Regions from separate parts of the Mus musculus genome. Here regions 1 and 3 are each linked to region 2. A link is a contact called in public HiChIP or PLAC-seq data. All regions are on one chromosome and are shown on one strand. The core of a region is the stretch at or near the end of the contact, and the rest is flanking DNA. Distances in the headings are between cores, read along the strand shown.

What was found. HiChIP or PLAC-seq counts read pairs in DNA pulled down with a chosen protein or histone mark.
Region 1: an H3K4me3 HiChIP or PLAC-seq map of bone marrow-derived macrophages shows a contact between it and region 2, with 4 times the contacts expected there. The contact joins two enhancer-like sites. A contact is called at or near these places in 5 of 115 datasets of contacts at active chromatin or transcription factors (the HPC-7 cell line, bone marrow-derived dendritic cells, bone marrow-derived macrophages and 1 more) and 2 of 9 other capture datasets (adipose tissue and liver).
Region 3: an H3K27ac HiChIP or PLAC-seq map of microglia shows a contact between it and region 2, with 4 times the contacts expected there. The contact joins two enhancer-like sites. A contact is called at or near these places in 2 of 115 datasets of contacts at active chromatin or transcription factors (T-cell acute lymphoblastic leukemia and microglia) and 3 of 9 other capture datasets (adipose tissue, embryonic stem cells and pancreatic islet).

Annotation. Positions count from the first base shown.
Region 1 is chr3:79,537,619-79,540,933 of GRCm38.p6, forward strand. The region is part of intron 1 of Fnip2 (folliculin interacting protein 2); the gene reads right to left. Among named protein-coding and RNA genes, the nearest start is that of Gm36442, 27 kb to the left of the region's middle. Within about 2 kb of position 1,728, at least 51 of the 459 cell types and tissues checked have an H3K27ac peak or open chromatin away from gene starts, as enhancers often do. A contact at or near this core is called in bone marrow-derived macrophages, liver and pancreatic cancer cells, where this site is marked.
Region 2 is chr3:79,160,330-79,163,881 of GRCm38.p6, forward strand. It overlaps a transcript of Rapgef2 not described here. Among named protein-coding and RNA genes, the nearest start is that of Rapgef2, 16 kb to the left of the region's middle. Within about 2 kb of position 1,287, at least 237 of the 459 cell types and tissues checked have an H3K27ac peak or open chromatin away from gene starts, as enhancers often do. A contact at or near this core is called in bone marrow-derived macrophages, liver, microglia and 1 more, where this site is marked.
Region 3 is chr3:79,489,771-79,493,480 of GRCm38.p6, forward strand. Fnip2 (folliculin interacting protein 2) reads right to left here. Exons shown (of 17, transcript NM_001162999.2): 9 at 3,506-3,707; 10 at 3,062-3,150. Among named protein-coding and RNA genes, the nearest start is that of Gm36442, 20 kb to the right of the region's middle. Within about 2 kb of position 1,386, at least 35 of the 459 cell types and tissues checked have an H3K27ac peak or open chromatin away from gene starts, as enhancers often do. A contact at or near this core is called in microglia, where this site is marked.

The DNA.
Region 1 (3,315 bases), core at 478-2,977, 380 kb after region 2:
GAGGGAGTCAGAAACTCAGAGCAGACAAAGGAGAGCAGAGAAAGGTGTGGTAGGAGAGGAAGGGAGAGAGAAGAAAATGAACGAGTGAGAGAAGGAAGGAAAGAAGCCAAAGCTTGTGATTCATCAGTGGCCAGGCCATAACTTGCCCTGGGTGAGCGTTAGGCTCACTCATGAGCATCCTCACACTGTTCTGTCAAGAGGTACCCACCTGGGTGTGACCATCTGTACAAACCACCAGAGATTACTGCATTGAGCCAAATGTTTTCTATTACCTTGAATCCTTTGCCACTTAGAATGTTTGGATTCTAAGTTAGCTCTGAGGACAAGGCCCCAGTCATATGCTCTGTGGGTGACTGAGTCTCTTATCAGACACCTTGCCATGAACCCTGCCCTGCTCACCTGTAAACATCCCCTGTGCAGGAGCCAAGTACACCATGGGATGGATGTCCATCCTGCTGCCACTTGACTGCCCAGCCTGGCACTCAGCTAGGTGGGTAGGGTGCAGGCTCTCACTGCTCTTCTTTAATGCTAAGGAGCAAAACAATCCACACGGGGAAAACACTGCTTAATTATAAACATGTTGTGTGTGTGCCTGCAGGTGTGGTGGAGTACTGTGCCTGGAGGTCAGAACTGGTTCTATACTTCTACCATATGGGATCGAACCTGGGTCCTCAGGCTCAGTGGCAAGTGTCTTTACCCTCTGAAGCATCTCACTCTCTTGGGAAAATTTTAAACTATTCACATTACCTTTTAAAAAATGCTATTCAAAGGTTATCTGAGGAAGTGGCTGCCTGCTGACAGCACAGAAAGAGGGGAGGCGAGAAGGTTGCAGGGGTTCCCCAGCCTATGAGTCAAACAGTAGCCCTGATAAGAGCTGTGATAAAATGTAGTTGTAACAAGAGAAAGCAATAGGAGGTTGTCCCATGCCTGTAGTCTCACTGTCCTAAGGGGCACTGTCTGAGAAAAATAACTAGCTCTCTCTGCAAGCATTAAGATAAGACTTTCGGGCTGGAGAGTTGGCTCAACCGTTAAGAGCACTGACTGCTCTTCCAAGATCCTGAGGTCAATTCCCAGCAACCACATGGTAGCTTACAACCATCTGTAATGGGATCTGATGCCCTCTTCTGGTGTGTCTGAAGACAGCTACAGCGTACTTATATAAATAAAATAAATTTTTAAAAAAGATAGTCTTTCAATGTTTTGTTTGTTTTTTTAGTTTTTGCTTTTTTTCCTATGAGGTCCAGTATCAGAGACCTCAAATACAGTCTTTCTTTCTTATGTATAATGTTGTAGCTGATTCCTCTGTTTGGGTAAAATTAATGACAGCCATACTTAATTTAAGATTATCAACAGTTACATGACTAAAGAGACAGCTCTGTGGTTATAAGCACTTGCTCTCATAAAAGACCCACACGGTGGCTCACAACCATTCACAATTCCAACTTCAGGGGATTCAATGTCCTCCTCTGCCTTCCGAAGGCACCAGGCACACACATGATGCACATACATACATTTGAGCAAAACACTCATACACATTAAATATATATTAAAAAAAAGGTTATCAACCATCGGAAAACATTAGCAACAAGCATTACATAACTTTTAAAATTTAACTCTGATGTCTGCAGGTTGTCACCAGATTTGGACCTTAGTAAAGGCATCAATAGTCCAGTCCTATTTAGAACTTTGGAAGCTAAGCTATTGTTGGATTGAGGCCATCACGTCTGAAATCATTCACAGGTCTCTCATTTCCTAAAAATCATATGAGCAGAGCACACAGTTGCAAGCAGAGGTATCTGGAACTCTGAAGAGCATTTGTAGACATTCTTTTCTTGGGGGGCAGGGGGGAACGACCAGCACCTTATATACCCCAGGCTGTCCTCAAATGTTCTATGTAGCCAAGGATGACTCTGAATTTTCTGATCCTTATGCCTCCCTCTCCTCAATACAGGTATGTACTGCCATGTGCTGCCATGGTCAACACTAAATTATTCTTACCAGAATCTTATCATCTGGAGAAAATAGGTTTGGAAATGGACTTACACAAGAATTTTTCAGAACCCCTGCTTCTCTTTTATTTGGATGTAAAGCTATAACAATTAACTTCTCCACAAATCCTTTGCACCCTGTAGCTCCTTACAGAGCATGCACTGCAGAGAGCTATATATGGCCAGGGTCATAAGACATGCAGCACCCAGAAGCCTCATTTCACATGCTCTAACCACAGCTAAGTTTTAGCCATGTTGGATCAGCAGGGAGGACCTCTGTGGTAAGCCTTATTTTTCACAATCCTCTGTACTTCCTCATATGTCTTGTGCTCCACACACCTGGCCCACATTAGATCTGTTCCTGAGTCTCCCTGAAAAAGAGACTTTTTGTGGAAAGGCCTCTCTTACATTTTTAACTTGGGGGCAGGGATAGCACTCAGGGTGTTGCCGGAGCTAGAGCTCCAGCGCTGAACTCTGAGGGTGTTTGGGTGTTTTATTTAGTGCTTGTTTTTCTTCTGGCTTTTGGAGGCAAGATCTCATATATCCCAGACCAGCCTCGAGCAAGGATGACCTGAATGCATGATCCCGCACCATCCACCTCTCAAGTGCTAAGCAGCTATGTGCCAAAAATATGCACTAAGTTTTGGTATAGGGGCTCACTATGTTATACTGGCTAGTTTCGTGTCAACTTGACACAGCTGGAGTTATCAGAGAGAAAGGAGCTTCAGTTGAGGAAATGCCTCCATGAGATCCAACTGTAAGGCATTTTCTCAATTAGTGATCAAGAGGGAAAGGCCCCTTGTGGATGGGACCATCTCTGGGCTGATAGTCTTGGTTCTATAAGAGAACAGGCTGAGCAAGCCAGTAAAGAACATCCCTCCATGGCCTCTGCATCAGCTCCTGCTTCCTGACCTGCTTAAGCTCCAGTCCTGACTTCCTTGGTGATGAACAGCAGTATGGAATTGTAAGCTGAATAAACCCTTTCCTCCCCAACTTGCTTCTTGGTCATGATGTTTGTGCAGGAATAGAAACCCTGACTAAGACAAATTGGTACCAGCAGAGTGGGGTATTCCTGTGACAACCTGACCATGTTTTGGGGAGGACTGTGGAAGGACTTTGGAACTTTGGGCTAGAGGATCCATTTGGTGTTAAAAGGGCTCTGTGGGATGTTGTATAGGAGCTTGGAAGATAATGCTGAGAACAGTGCAGAAGATGGAGGCCTGGCTTGTGAAATTTCAAGGGAAGATTAAAGACGCTTTTCAGGGCCATTGCTGTTTTGATTGTGAAGATTCTGTGGTTCTGGTTAGCTGAGGCTGAAGAATCAGCT
Region 2 (3,552 bases), core at 37-2,536:
ACCACTGCTGTCCTGTCTCCTTCTACACCCTCCAATCCTCAGCATCTGAATCAGCCCTCCTTATTCAAACCATCAATTCCCATTTCAGGGCCACTTGATCTTTCCCTCTACTTTAGGAAACATCACACCCACCTGTGCACCAGCTGAGCACATACAATCCACACAGAATTGCATTAACATAAACGACTGCCCACCCCCTCTACCATTCTCCCCGCAGATCCCTATATTTTTAGCCTATGAGAAATGCTATGATCAGAGAACATATAAAAAAATGTGTAAGTTCCTATCAGTTCAAAAATCTACTGACTTACTTAATATTACCAAGATGTCTGCTTAAAAACCATTAAGATTGTAAATGTAATGCTACATGCTGTTTGTGTTTGTTTTAACCAAGAAAAGACCTTTGGAAAAGACTTCAGACGATTGTATTATATAAAACATAACTCAATAAAGTTATTAAAAATAATGTATTGGAAGCTTGCTCCTAATCAGTTAAAAACACATAGATATAACTGACAGTCACTAAATCTTTCAAGAATAAGGAGGATTTTTTTATATATAGTGATACATATTTATATACATATTCATTACACTGGTATGCAGATCACTTAATGTTTTAAAATCATGCTTATATAAATAACTAAACCATTTCCTTTCACAAATGCCTTAAAATCTAGCATGTGCACATTCCATTAGATGCTAGCACGTCACCCAGAGGGTTACAAGATCATCTGATGATCACTGCTGTTTTCACACTGGATTTCAATCTCAGAACATTTCTCATTACTCATTATCATGCATAGTTAAGACAGACTGTTTGCAACGGATAACCATTCTAACAAGACCCTTTCAGCACTGATTAAAGATAAAAAAGTTGGTATGTCCAAAGAGAAGAGCTTGTAAGACATCATGCTAGAAACAGGGCGGGGTGGAGGGGCACATGAGGGAAGCTGAAGCTGGCAGACAGGAAAGGGATCTTTGCTGTTGCAACACAAAGCAAAATTTCAGTTAACTGTATTTAAAACACATACAGGCAGAGAGAGAGAGAGAGAGAGAGAGAGAGCGCAAAACACACTACCCATGGTCACAGTCAGAAGCAGGACAAAGTGGCACTGATCTTTTTGACAGACAAATTGCTTGAAATATTGCATGACTTGCTACACAGCACTGTTATTACTTTCAACTGAAAGATAGGTCCAATTATGACATCAATACAAGCTCTCTTTCAGATTGGAATGAAAGAACAGTAAATCCCAGTGGACAGCGGAGTTCTCTAGCAGAGATGATGTAATATACAAAAATAGACATCCTCCGGCAGAAGCTGAAACTTGGGTAAACAGCACACTGCATGCTATTCTCAACTGCCTTGCATGAATTTGCAATACGTGCTGTTAATAGCGTGAAAGAAATCGTTTTACGCTTTAAATTGTCTCATGATTTACATTTCAATGTCTACCTATGCTCTATAGTTTAATTTCTTAATCCATACTAATGAAATTAACGTAAGACCTGATTCTAACTGCAAAAAAGAGAAAAGGTCCCTCCCTTAAAGCAAGGAGAGCCACAGAGACGCTGCAGCTCGAACAGGCTGCAGTTTGCCAGAAATTGCAGCACAAGGTTCAGTAGCATTTTCTCCACCTATTGTTTGGAGACCTTGCTGTCAGAACGTTCCTGAAGGATTTACAATACAGCATGATCTGGGTGAAGAGGAGCCAGCTAACCTACTGACAAGGAGTATGCAAAGGATACTTCCTACACTCTCAAAAAACACTAGTGAAATCCAAAGCAGCCATCCACAAGCACGAAACTCACAGCAACCTTGATAGGGTGTGGCTGTCACTAACCTTCTCCCCACACCCTTTTCTCATTCTTCATTATCAGCTCAGCTTTCATGTTTTTATTGAGCTGTCTAGCACTAAAGGATAATCTGCTTTGGCCTGGGGATGTGGTCAGCTTGTGGAATGCTTGCTGAGCATAAATGATACCCTGGATGTGAGCCCTAGTGCTGCAGAAACTGGGCATGGCGGAACATTCCAGGGATCGCAGGGTTTGGGCACTGAAGGCAGGAGGATCAGAAGTTGAAGGTGATCTACAAGAGCAGTTACAAACCACTCTGGGAGAGAAACTCTTGACTAAACAAAACCCTAAACAAACAAAAGACAACGCCTTGTGTCATTTTTCAAACTAATCTAAATCAAACTATGGCTGGAACATTTTCACTTATATATGGCAAACATAATACATACATATATGCATACATACATACATATGGGACATTTTCACTTATATATGGTGAATACACACACACACACACACACACACACAGAGTTATATATGTACTGCCCACTAAAAATTACTAGTCAGAAAGCACTATCATCAGCTAAGCCAATTTAAAATGAATGAATGGTACTTTAAAGTTTTATTCTTGTCACCTACCTATTTTCTTTTTTCAAGATTTATTTATGTGTATCAGTGTTTTGCTTGTGGGTATGTCTATGCACTACATGTGTGCCTGGTGCCCCCAGAGGACAGAAGAGTGTCTGAGATACCTTGGAACTGGAGTAGTAGGTGGCCATGAGCTGTCTGTCCTGTGATTGCTGGGAGACAAAACTGGGGGCTCTGCAGGTTGCGCTCCTCACCACTGAGCTCTCTCCAGCCCCTATTTCCACTTTCTTCCACTTGAATCCTCACCCTGAGTTCTTATCTCAGCTGTCAAGTTCAAATGCTGTTGCTACTCCTAGAGCTTAAGGAGGACCTAAGGCCATCCCAATTCCAGCTCGGAGTAGATAAGATAAATTTATCAAAATGTGACCTTTGAGAAGGGCTGGTGCTTGCCTTTAATCCCAGCACTCAGCAGACAGGGGCAGGTGGATCTCTGAGTTCGAGGCCAGCCTGGTCTACAGAGGGAGTTTCAGGACAGCCAGGCTACACAGAGAAACCCTGTCTCAAAACGAAGCAAACAAGAAGTGAAGCCCCATGCATGTGTCATGACCTCCTCTTTGCCCGCTCTGGATTTCCCCACAACTTTAGTCTTTGAGCAAATGGAATTACAGGTGTGAACTGCTTCTCCTGGGGTTGTGATGTGACATGACAGCTGATCAGAAAGCCATTCCTGACTCTTTTAAACTTGCCCAGTACACTGAATCTGTAGACTGCTTTCGGCAGGATGGCCATTTTTACTATATTAATCCTGCCAATCCACGAGCATGGGAAATCTTTCCATCTTTTGAGATCTTCTTCTATTTCTTTCTTCAGAGACTTGGAGTTCTTGTCATACAGATCTTTCACTTGCTTAGTTAAAATCAGGTATGTAATATTATTTGTGACTATTTGCAAATTCGTTTAGAACAACAAAAAACCCAGGACAGTGAAAGCTATTCTCAACAATAAAAGGACTTCTGGGGGAATCACCATCCCTGACTTCAAGCTGTATTACAGAGCAATAGTGGGAAAAAAAAAAAAAAAAAAAAAAAAAAAACACCTGCATGGTATTGGTACAGAGACAGGCAAGAAGATCAATGGAATAGAATTGAAGACCCAGAAATGAACCCA
Region 3 (3,710 bases), core at 136-2,635, 330 kb after region 2:
ATCTCAAACACTGCATACACACACACACACACACACACACACTCTCTCTCTCTCTCTCACTCACACACATACACACACACACACACACACTCTCTCTCTCTCTCACTCACACACACACACACACACACACACACACACTCTCTCTCTCTCTCTCACTCACACACACACACACACACACACACACACACAATAAAAAAGGTTAAAAAATTCAGTGTCCTTTTTCAGAATTTATAATCATTTTTGAAATCTATTTTTAAATGTATGCATACAAGCTTAGAAGCCGCACAGGTTTCTAGGACATCACACAGTCATTTGTAGGTGTTTTTGTGGTGGTGAGAATCCAATCCTGGTCTCTTTGCATGCCATACAAGCACTCAATCACCGAGTTACATTCTCAGCTCCACACAGCATTCTCATGGTAAAGAAATACAGATCAAGAGCTGGGCATACCAGTAATCCCAGCACGGAAGAGACAGGCAGGAGGCCTGAGTGTGAGTGTGAGTCAGCCAGCTACACAGTAAGACTCCATCTAGAATAGGTGGGTGGGGCACACACAGATACGCAGGACAGAGAAAGCACGTGCTAGGTTGAAAATGAGACTGCTAGGTGACTCAACTCTACTGATTTCTTGTTAACGTGCTGGCTTTCTAAATCAAACACCTATCTTGTTTTAGATAAGAATTACACAATGGCTCCTCCTCACTAGCATATGCCAACTTCTAATGCAGATATGTACATACTTAATGGTACGGTGAGGATGGGGCAGGCTCTGTTTTAAGCTACATGGCTCCCACATGTAAAAACTTACTCAGACTCTCCACGGCATAAAAAGGAAATTCAGCCCTGAATGAGTAACACAGATCTCTCCCAAATCAAGATGGAGCAGGCATACTCAGACTAAACTATGTAGCTGGGTACCGAAAGTGATCAGGACAGAACACAAACCTACCTTGGCAAAACCGGGAAACAAAAAAACTCCACACTCTCAAAGATAGCATTTACTGAGTTAAGAAGCTATGACTCCATAACTGGACACAATGCAGGGATCAAAAGATGCGGGGGACCCCATCCTCAATGAGTCAATCTACATCACAGCTGTCCACATGTGGCTCTGGGGAAGTTACAGAGCAGGGGTGGAAAGACTGCAAGTGCCCAAATACCAGAGATAGTGAAACAGTCTCTTCTAGAAATGGCCACATAAACAAGGGCAGAGCAACGGCAATATACATGGACATATTAACACTAGTGAGAAAAATGTATCCTGGGGTCCCACCCCAAACTAAACACCGTAGGCAACTAGTGACTGCTGGGAGAGGGAGAGTTAGCCTCCTCTTCTAGTGATGAGTCAGTCTCCTTATTGTTTGTCCACTGCAGAGTGGTCATCCCTGAAACCATCTACACAAGAGCAAACTCAGCAAGCCGTATTTCTCTATTTGTGCATATAGGCATGTAACAGCAGCAGTCTATCATCGTAAGAGTGTAGGGGTGAGAAAGACACATGAGAGGGGTTATCAAGAGAGTACATGGGAGGGGACAAAGTGATAGCATTCTATTTCAATTAAAAACATATCTGTACAAACAATAGCAGTGAAGATGATTATAGTAGCAAGGCATAGGATTTACCTACAAAATTTATGTCTCAGCTGGGTGTGGTTACACACGACTTTAATCCCAGCATTTGGTAGGCAGAGGCAGGTGGATCTCTGTGAGTTCGAGGATAGCTTGGTCTACACACTGAGTTCCAGGACAACCAGGGATACGCACTGAAAATGTGTCTCAAAAACCAACCAACCAACCGACCAACCAAAATAATACTAGTACATTATTTTGTCTGTTCCTGGAAGGGCTCACTGTCTAACTGTAAAAGTCCTCTATAGACACAATTTCTGGTTCTTTATTTTCAGGTTTTCACCTCTGAAAGATTAGTAGTGTGATTAGATTAGCATCCAGACACTCAAGCACAAGTCAGCTCCGAATGTCGCCACAGCAGGATGACACTGCTGCCCTCAATGAAGACAGCTTACTCAACACCTTCAAGGCACTCATCACATGATCAACATAAACAGTTCCTTATCTACAGCTGGAGGTCGGAAGCTGTAGTCATTTTACTTCAAGCAGCATTGAGCTCATCAGCAAGAAATGTTCTAACATTCTAGGAACTGCAATGTTTTTAACCCCTCAGCTATTTGCCACACTGCTTTTCAGTGAGACTCCATTCCCTGTTAAGAGACTGGCTCTGAGGAACTCAGATGAGCATGGGGGGGGGGGACCCCATCTGATAGCAGATCACCCTGCTAACCACACTTTGGGCAAGGGGTATAGAAAACCAGTGCTCATTCACAACAACTGGTGGAGCTCTGGATTAGTTAGAAACTGCTTTCAGTATCTGAGAAGGGACATCATTCGATTCACTATCCAGACCAGGGCGTGTACCACAGGCTCCCATGTGCACTAGATGTGCCCTGGCTAGGTCTCTACAACATGCACATATTTTCTTCATTCGTTCAGGGCACAGGCAGCACCACACACTTGGACCCCAGTTTTAACATTTGTACAAAGGATAAAAAGGCTTTGCCTTCAAAGTTTAATGGGACAACAGATATAAGATCATGAAACTGATTACAAGACATCTTTAAAATTAGTGTTCAGTTCATTCTGATGAAAACGATCCCATTATGCCAGACGTGGTAATGCACACTTTAATCCCAGCACTCAGGTGGCAGAAGCAGGAGGATCTCTGTGAGTTTGAAGCCAGCTCAGTCTAATAGGCAGTTCCAGGCCAGCCAGGACTACATAGTGAGACCCCCACTTTAAAATAAACACAAAACAACAACCCCACCCCAAGAACACAACAAACAAAAAAACTGACCCCATTAAGAACTGTCAGGCACAGAGAGAGTTATTACTCAATGTTTGGCTTTACGTACCCTGCTCTCATGGGTAGCGACACTAAGATGACTAAATATGGCCAGTCCCCCAACTCTTTTAAGACATAGACTCATGACAGTTGGTCATACTACTGCTCATCACTTCCTGTTGGATTTCCAACCTTGAACTTTACCTGAATTCTCCCAGTGCTTCCATCAGACGGCTCACATAGAACTGGACTCGGAGACTTGATTCAGAGATCTTCCTACAGGAGATCATGGCCTTCATGGAAGAGAGAGAGCCACGTTACTCTCTAAGAAGATATTCCTCTATGACTGGCCTGCTGACTCACTAATGAACAACGATGCTATAATACATTTAAAATATTGATGGTAATGACATTCTTCCTCATCAAAACCAGTAACTTCCTTCCCTACAGCACCCTGGTCTCTAGCCTTAAAAATCCTAGGGTCATCATACAGGACACTCTTTGACCGCCTTACGCAGGCCATCTCCACATAACGTGTCACTTTAAACTGCAAATCTCTCCCCTATTGGCCACTAAGTAGGTCACAATCATATCACCTTCCATTTCCTTATTTAAGTGTTTGCCTGGAATGGAGCCCGGGGCCCTTACCTTTTCGATTGCACCCTTCAGCCTGTTCATGTGAGATTCAAACAGGGGGAAGTGGGAGAAAAAGAAGTCCTGGAAATCCCGCTGGGCGGCCTCTCTCTCACACAGGGAAAAGATGATGCTGATGGCGATCTTCTTCCTTCTAACCATAGCTGGATTAGAGCTACACGTTTCTTCGGCCAAGCTAAATGTCTCATCAGTTGACCTG